Regions from separate parts of the Sus scrofa genome. Here region 1 is linked to region 2. The links are chromatin contacts, called in public HiChIP or PLAC-seq maps. All regions are on one chromosome and are shown on one strand. Each heading gives the region's core, a stretch centred on a gene start, on an enhancer-like site or on the middle of the called end of the contact. The rest is flanking DNA. Distances are from core to core; before and after follow the strand shown. Region 1 holds the start of C1QC (complement C1q C chain). Region 2 holds the start of CDC42 (cell division cycle 42).

Evidence for each region. HiChIP or PLAC-seq counts read pairs in DNA pulled down with a chosen protein or histone mark.
Region 1: an H3K27ac HiChIP or PLAC-seq map of alveolar macrophages shows a contact between it and region 2, with 6 times the contacts expected there. The contact joins the promoter of C1QC here to the promoter of CDC42 in region 2. A contact is called at or near these places in 1 of 5 promoter capture datasets (fetal skeletal muscle) and 1 of 2 datasets of contacts at active chromatin or transcription factors (alveolar macrophages).

Annotation. Positions count from the first base shown.
Region 1 is chr6:80,590,915-80,595,017 of Sscrofa11.1, forward strand. It overlaps C1QC (complement C1q C chain), which reads left to right and starts at 1,817. Exons shown (of 3, transcript NM_001244286.1): 1 at 1,817-1,939; 2 at 2,183-2,375. The coding sequence starts at 2,195.
Region 2 is chr6:80,067,160-80,071,347 of Sscrofa11.1, forward strand. CDC42 (cell division cycle 42) reads left to right here and starts at 1,832. Exons shown (of 5, transcript NM_001078680.1): 1 at 1,832-1,936. The coding sequence starts at 1,832.

The DNA of each region.
Region 1 (4,103 bases), core at 567-3,066, 520 kb after region 2:
CACACACACACCCATAGACCAGGAAGAGACAGAGCTGTGAGCACCTGCTGTGGGCTGGACATTTCATAGCCACCCAGGATTTAATCCCAGCAAAATCGGTGAGGACACTGAGGCTCAACGAAAGGAGACATCTGCCAAGGTCACACTGCCAGAAGGTGGCAGGGCCTGGATTTGAACCAGGTCCGCCTGACCCCAAAGTGGAGGGCATCTTTCATTGCAATGCGGCTCAAAGACAATGTCAGGAGTGGAGGCCCCAGAAGTAGCTGGAGATTCCAGTCTAGATAGAAATGGGTGCAGGGAGCCCCGCAGCGTCTTACCATAAATTCCACCCATACCCACCCCTCTTCGCCAAAGCAAATCTCTAGCCCCTCTGGAAGCAGAGGACCCAGCCAGGCTGGCCAGGTGGGAGGGGCAGGGGAGGGCTGAGCGCGGGCTGAGGCTGCCACCTGCCGGACAAGACAGACCATGGCACAAAGGAGGTGAGGGTGGAAAATGGGAGCCCTGGGTGTTATCGGGCTAGGTCCCCCACCCCCCATACTTCTGTGTCCCTCATTTATGCTCTTCCCAGCCCCCTGCCCACTTGGAAATTCCGGGGCCAAGAACATTCACATCCTTTCTCTTGTCCCTGTGGCGTTCTGTAGCCGTGTGTCACAGGATAGAGGGACAGCCGGGGAGCCTGAGGCCCTGGGAGTCACTCAGCCAGGCAGGGGCAGGGCTCCAAACTCCCACCCGTGACCAGCCCAGGGCTAAGCACTTGTGTGCCTTAGCATTGCCCTGCACGGAAGCTACTGGAAACCCCCAGGTACAGAGGAGGTATCAACGCTCAGGGAGATCCAACCACCCACTCACATGGGTGGCAGGAGTGGAGTCAGTCTGGAACCCTCCACTGCCCCACCCCCCCAGAATCTCATGTGAGGAGAAGAGGAGAGGAGGGGGCATCTCTCAGCCCTGCCAGCCTGACCCCAACTGGCCACCCCTCACCAGCCATACTGGGCTCCAAGACCAGAGGCAGGGGGCTGGAGATGGAGGTGAGGGAGGCGGTGCTGGCAGGGAGAGTGGGATCATCGGAGCCCCAGCAAAGGTAGAGGCACTGACATGCAAAACCTGGGCCTCTCCCACCACCCTGTATACAGATGGGAAGACTGAGGCCTGAGAACCGATGGTTTGCTGAAGGCCTCAGGGCAGGGTTGGAAGGATACCCCAAGGCTGCTGACTCCACAGCAGGCTGCCTGCCAGCAAAGCTTGCCCTGAGTGTCCACCCCCAACTAGGGCAAATAGGAGGAGGCATATGGAAGTTTCTAGAATAAGACCTGCCACTTGACAAATGCATATGAGGCTTGTTTCTGGAGGCAGCTACGCAGAGGGGTGTGAGCAAGGCTTGGACCCCAAGAAAGCACTCAGTATGCAACTTTGGGCAAGGATTTTTCACCTCCTTGGGCCTCAGTGCCCTCATCTGTAAAGTGGGAGGGGGGGGGTTATAACTTCCTCCTGGGGATCTTGTGAAACAACTGAGTCTCGCTCGGGCACAGTAAATGGCAACAGGGGCAGGGTGGGCATTAGATGGGCTGAACTTGATTCTGGGGGAAGTCTGCCCAGGAGGCGGAAGTTCACATGCACACCCATACACACGCAATTTACCAGATCCGGGGCAGTGAACAATTTCCTCATTTCGGACACTCATGACCTGAAGGTGGAGGGACACAGGGGCGTCCCTGTGGTCAGTCTGGCTCAGCACCCAAAAGAAAGTATTGAGTCAGGAAAAATTATGGGAAAGGGGATGTGGTGTTGAGGGGAGGGGGAGGGGCGGGGAGGGGGCCGCCCAGTCTGTTCCGGGCCCTCCTTGCTGCATCCACTCCGACTCGGTGTCCTCCTGCCTTGGAGAAGAAAAGCAGACCTGAGGACATCCTGTGACCAGACCAGAAACCTCCCACCTGTCCAGGTGAGGGCGAATGGCAATTCCCCCACCCCCACCCCCGCCACCCTCCTGAAACATGGCCCCAGGGACAGCCTGACCTGTGAGAAGAGGGAGGGTCTCCATCCCAATCTGCGGTGTGCTCCCAAGGGGCGAGGGCCTGGGGAAGGGAGGGAGGCTCCTGACGGCTGAGGAGGACGGCCCCTGGGGGGAGAGGGTGAGGAGGGTGGGCGAGGGGCTGGGGGCCGACTCAGCTCTCTCCCCACCCAGCTCCTTCCCCAGATGGACATGGGGTCCAGCTCCTGGCCCCTTCTGGTACTAAACCTACTGCTGCTTCTACTGGCACTGCCACTTGAAGGCCAGGACAACTTAAGATGCCATGGGATCCCTGGGATACCGGGCCTGCCTGGGGCCCCCGGGAAGGATGGGCATGATGGACTGCCAGGGCCCAAGGGTGAGCCAGGTGAGTCTGCCGGCCTGGGGGCAGGCATCGGAGTGTCCATCCGGGGCCAACTCCGGGGGAGGGGGGACAGCAGCTTGATGGCAAGGACGGTGGTCCTTCTGGCCACACCGGCTTCCAGGGCAGAGTCTTAACCCTGGTGGCAGGTCTAGCCCTCTCCCCTCAGATCCCAATCCTCAGGCCCCCCATGGTTCACCTCTTTGCTCCTCAACTTCCCCATCTGATCATAGGGAGAGAAGGGGAGCACAGGCCCTGGGAGGGAGCGGGGAGGATCACAGGGGATGATCCAGGTGAGCACCTTTGGCAAATTCCAAAACGCTATTGCAACTCTACCCCCACCCCCCGGCCCCGCCAACTACCTGCCCAGCAACATGGACCGTGGAGGGGAATGTGGGGCTCAGGCAGAGACTGTATACAATGCCCAGATGGCCAGGGTTCAAGTCCCACTCCCACTACTTCCCCCATGTGAATTTGCTCAAGGTACTTAACATTATAGTGCCTCGGTTTCCTCATCTGTAAAATGGAGAGGTGGCAGCTCCTACCGCATGGGGGGTGGGGGGGGTGCCATGAAGATTAATAAGATCAAATATCAAATAATCCCTGCATGTGGCAAGTCTCAGTGAGCGAGGGCTGTGGTTGTCACAGCTGTTGTCATCATCATTCTCATCAGAGATCTGTGCTCACCTCCCTCCCTAGGATTCTGGGTAGTTGGAGGGGTGGGGGTAAGCAGTCAGGATCACAGCCACAGAATCTTCTGTCGGAGTTTCCCGGCAAGCCCTAGCATGAGCAAAGTGGGCCGAGGACAGAAATGGGCACTGGTGTTGGGCCAGAGCGGGAGTCTGGGGGTGACTTGTCTGTGAGCAGGTGCACTTCAAGGGGATGGAGTGTGTCCTGAGCAGGGGCAGGGGAGGTTGGGGTGGCGCTGGGCAGGGGTGACAGGGCTGGGTGGCAGAGGCAGTGGGTGAGGGAGGCCAGTGGAGAGGAATGTCCTTGGGGATTTTCCACTGTCATTGTCCCTCCTGGCCATAGAGTGGAATTGCACCAACATTCCGGAAGGAAGGGCTCCAGGTCCTGGTGAGCTGAGTGAAGCTCCCGGGCCTGCCATTTTTCTAGGACCCTGTACTTCACAGCTGCCTCTTGCCATCTCGCTGCCCAGGATGGCTAATGGCCACCACTTTTTGAGTCCTACTGTGTGCCGGGCACCGTTCCAAAAGCTGTACCTATATCCATCCTGTGGGGTAGATAAAATTCACTCTACTTTACAAATAAGAACCAGAGGTCAAAATCCTTCAAAAAAGCAATTTACACCCATTTTACAAATGTCAAAGCTGAAGTTCAGAGAGATCGAGCAACCTGCCAGAAGGAAGTCACACATGGGAATCCTGTCCAACTCCCAAGCCCCCTCCCCACTGCCATGCCTGCCCCTCCCAGTCAACTGCTGGAAGACAGACCCTAAGGATGAGATGTGCAGCCTGGTCAGCATCCTGACAGCCATCACCAGGACCTGACAGTGCTGGGAGCTGCCTAGGAGCTTATGGCTCATGCATCCTCCTACCCCACTCTTCCAGCTGCTCCACGGGATCTGTTCTATTATGCCCTTATCTCAGTTGGGCAAACAGAGGCTCTGGGAGGGGAGGTCACAGGGCCTAAAGCCTGGGTCTGCTGGGTTCTGCTTCCCCACTCCTCACCCTGGGACCTAAAAGGCTCACAGGCCACAAAGGATCTGTCACA
Region 2 (4,188 bases), core at 582-3,081:
CATTGATTCTAAGAAGTCATATAGGCCAATTTTCATAGACCATCAAAATATGAGGGGAAAAACAGCTGGTAGCAAATATAAGGCCCTTCCAGTAGAGATACTTTTTTTTTTTTTTTGGCATGCAGAAGTTCTTGGGCCAGGTATTGAACTTATACTATAGCAGTGGCAACACTAGATCCTTAAATGCTAGGCTGCCAGGGAACTCCACGATAAGTTTCGATTTTAGAAATGTTTAAATGTAAAAACAGCATCTCAGAATTGATGAAATGTAATAAATATTGGTGCATTTTTAATTGATAGCTTCTTAGAATGGAGGACTGTAGTAAAAGGAATTAAAGTAATTGTTACCTATTTGTAAGAGTGCTTTAGAGTGATCTCACTTTTTCATTATAAAAATGTAGGTTTTGGCCTCTTCGTGCCATGTATATTGAACTAGTAACTAGGCAGTTTGGTACTGAAACATCTGCTGAGACCAGGGATCACACTAATCTTTGTCCAGTTCCTTGTGGTGCTCATCTATTATGGGGTGTGTGTGTGGGGGGGCGGGTGTAGTGTTCTGCTGCTTGTTGGTTATATACCCTGAGTAACCATAGCTCTAAGATTGGCTAAAAGGACCATTCTTTGAAGTAGTGGCTTTTATATTGCATTTTGGTATGCATATATACAGGTGTGTGGGCATGTTGAAGGAAAAGTTGCACAAAATAACACTTGATACTCTGCGCGAGATTCATTCTAAAACAGCCTCTTCTCTTCCGTTATAAAAGGAAATATGCTTAGAGTTCCCATTGTGATGCAGAGAAAACAAACCTAACTAATATCCATGAGGACGCAGGTTCGAACCCTGGCCTCACTCAGTGGGTCAAGGACCTGGTGTTGGTGTGAGCTGTGATGTAAGTTGCACACATGGCTTGAATCTAGCATTGGTGTGGCTGTGGTAGAGGCTGGCAGCTGTAGCTCTGATTTGACCCCTAGCCTGGGAACTTACATATGCTGTGGATATGGCCCTAAAAAGAAATATGCTTCTCTTGACACTACCCTTTTTTTGGCCTTTTTAGGGCCGCACTGACAGCATATGGAAGTTCCCTGGATAGGAGTCGAATTGGAGCTGCAGCTGCCAGCCTACACCACAGCAACACAGGATCCGAACCTTGCCTTTGACATGCATCACAGCTCATGACAATGCTGGAACTTTAACCCACTGAGGGAGGCCAGGGATAGTTCTTATGGATACTAGTCAGGTTCATTAATGCTGAGCCACAGTGGAAACTCTTTTTTACAATACGTTTGACTTCAAACAAACAAAAAAACACTTCTCAAGGATCAGAAACGTAGAAAATTGACTCTTATTTGCAAGTCACTAATTTCTCTTAGGTTCTTTTAGCTTCAAAGTAGTTGGTGTGTTAGGTTTTTGTTTTTTTCGTTGTTGTCTTTTGACTTTTTAGGTCTGCACCCGCGGCACATGGAGGTTCCCAGGCTAGGGCTCTAATCGGAGCTGTTGCCTCTGGCCTACACCAGAGCCACAGCAATGTCAGATGTGAGCTGCGCGTCTGCAACCTACACCATAGCTCACGGCAACGCCGGATCCTTGACCCACTGAGCGAGGCCAGGGATTGAACCTGCAATGTAATGGTTCCTGGTTCCGATTCGTTTCTGCTGCACCATGACGAGAGCTCCATTGTGCTAGTTCTGTTCTTGCTCTAAGTGAACCTGTTGCTAGTTGAAGAAAGTAAAATATTTGTAAGTACAAATAATTAAGATGAATATCTTGAATCTTTTTGTAGGTCATCATCAAATTTGAAATATTTAAAGTGGATACAAAACTGTTTCAGCAATGCAGACGATTAAGTGTGTTGTTGTGGGCGATGGTGCCGTTGGTAAAACATGTCTCCTGATATCCTACACGACAAACAAATTTCCATCTGAGTATGTACCGACTGTAAGTATAAAGCTTCCTTCTGTTAGTGAAATGTATTATAATTTGATATCCTTTTGAGAACTTTCTCTTTGTGTACTGAAATTTTTCTGTTGTCTGCCTTTGTTTCCTGTTTTTAAAGATCTTGACTTCTCATGGGTAAATTATATACACTTTAAAATTAAACAGCTGAAAAATCAGTGGAAAGTCAGAAGGGGTGACACAAGGGTTTGCAAGAAGTGCTGGGAGGCAAAACTCCAGTAGACAAGATTCTAAAGAGTGGTGGTCTCAGTTTGGAGAAGTATGCCCAACATCTTGGAATGAGGTGACTTTTTTTTTGATATCTTGGCCAATGATTTATCAGTGCTTAGAGGTTTTCTGGGATGATTTCGGGGGTCTTGTAACTTCAGGAAAAGTAGTGTGTCTCTACTTATTCTCCCGGGGGAATAGAAGAAAAGCTGATGGAGCTGTTTTCCTCGCAGTAATGGAGCTCCAGACTGGTTTTCAGAGGCAGAGAATACATTCTGTTTTTATGAGACCATCAACAGAAGCCTTTGGGGGTTCTCTCCTACGAATGCTCTTTAATCTTACCTGCTCCTTGGAAGAGTAGAGGGAAAATGGAATAACAAAGATATTGAAGTGAGAGAGAGACAGAGTTATTTAGAGTAACATTCATTTGTGAAAGAATGTGTTTAGGGATCCATTGTTTGTCCCAGGTTGGTTGACCAATCCAGTGGTATAATTATGTTAAACATAGATGTCCATTCTGTAATGAGAGGGGAGCTATGAGTTGGCCTGGTGTGGTAACAGCTACCTCTGTTAAGTGATCTATTTTAGGGGTTTTGAAGCACCTATGTATGATTAATATGGGACTAGTATTGTTTGGAAGTAAAAAGAAAGAAAATGTATGAGTACTTTAGGTCAGTGTTCAGAGATGAGAGCATTTTGAAGAAGGTGACAGGTTAAAGACTTGGTAATTATGTTTAATTGTAATTGACAGTCTATAATCTTCCAGGGCTGATAAAGTGATTGAGGTAGGCCCAGATTATTGGAAGAAAAATCAGGTTTATTGAAGGGGGAAAATTTGAAGGTAAAATTAAATATGAAATCACATTTTTGGGAGTTCTTGTCGTGGCTAAGCAGAAACGAATCTGACTAGCATATATGAGAACGCAGGTTTGATCCCTGGCCTTGCTCAGAGGGTTGAGGATCTGGTGTTGCCGTGAGCTATGGTGTAGATTGCAGATTTGGCTCAGATCTGGGTTGCTCTGACTGGCTGTGGCTGTGGTGTAGGCTGGCAGCTTCAGCTCTGATTGGACCCCTAGCTTGGGAACCCCAATATGCCACGGGTGCAGCCCTAAAATTAAAAAAAAAAAAAAAAGAAAGAAATCACATTTTTGAGTTGGCCCACTTAGGGACATTTGTAAGTGAAAGAAAATATTGAAAGGGACTTTGGGGGACTTTTAGAGATACACTGATCTTATGGATCTTGAGTGAGGTCAACTATCAGAATGTTTGTATTTCAGTCTCCATTAAACTGCTTTCTGAGTCTCTTTCATGACTTTTGTCTTTAGGTGTTCTATTTAAGGTGGGCTTGTGGATTTTTTTTTTTTTTTTTTTTCCTGTCTTTTTAGGGCCTCATGCACGGCATATGGAAGTTTCCAGGCTAGGGGTGGAGGCTATGCCACAGCCACAGCAACACCAGATCCCAGCTGCATCTGCGACCTATACCATGGCTCATGGCAACACCGGATCCTTTACCCACTGAGTGAGGCCAGGGGTCGAACCTGCATCCTCATGGATACTAGTCAGATTCTTAATCAGCTAATTGTAAGGCACAAGGGGAACTCCTGTGGATGTTTTTTACATGTGTGTATATGTGGACCTCTGGAAGAAGATTAGGTATGATTTAAGAAAGTAACTTGAATGTTTTGAGAGCTTAACCACTTTCTTTACATTTCCTTGTTCTTGTTATCAAGAACTGACTTTCCTTTAACCACCACTTCTCCCAAGCCCTTGCTTCTAATCCAGTCTTGTTTACATTTAAACAAGCTCCCAACATCCCATTGAAACATGAATCAGAAAATTAGTGTTACATAGCTAAAAGGTTAAATGGGGCTAATCTTCAATGTAAGAATTTCAATTGTAAATTAATTCAGAGGAATCCATGGATTGGTGTTGGGTCTTTTTAAATTTAGCACCATTACCTCCCATTTTCACTAATAACTTAGTATAACCAGTATTAGTAAATACCGAGTTTGTTATGGGTTTTACAG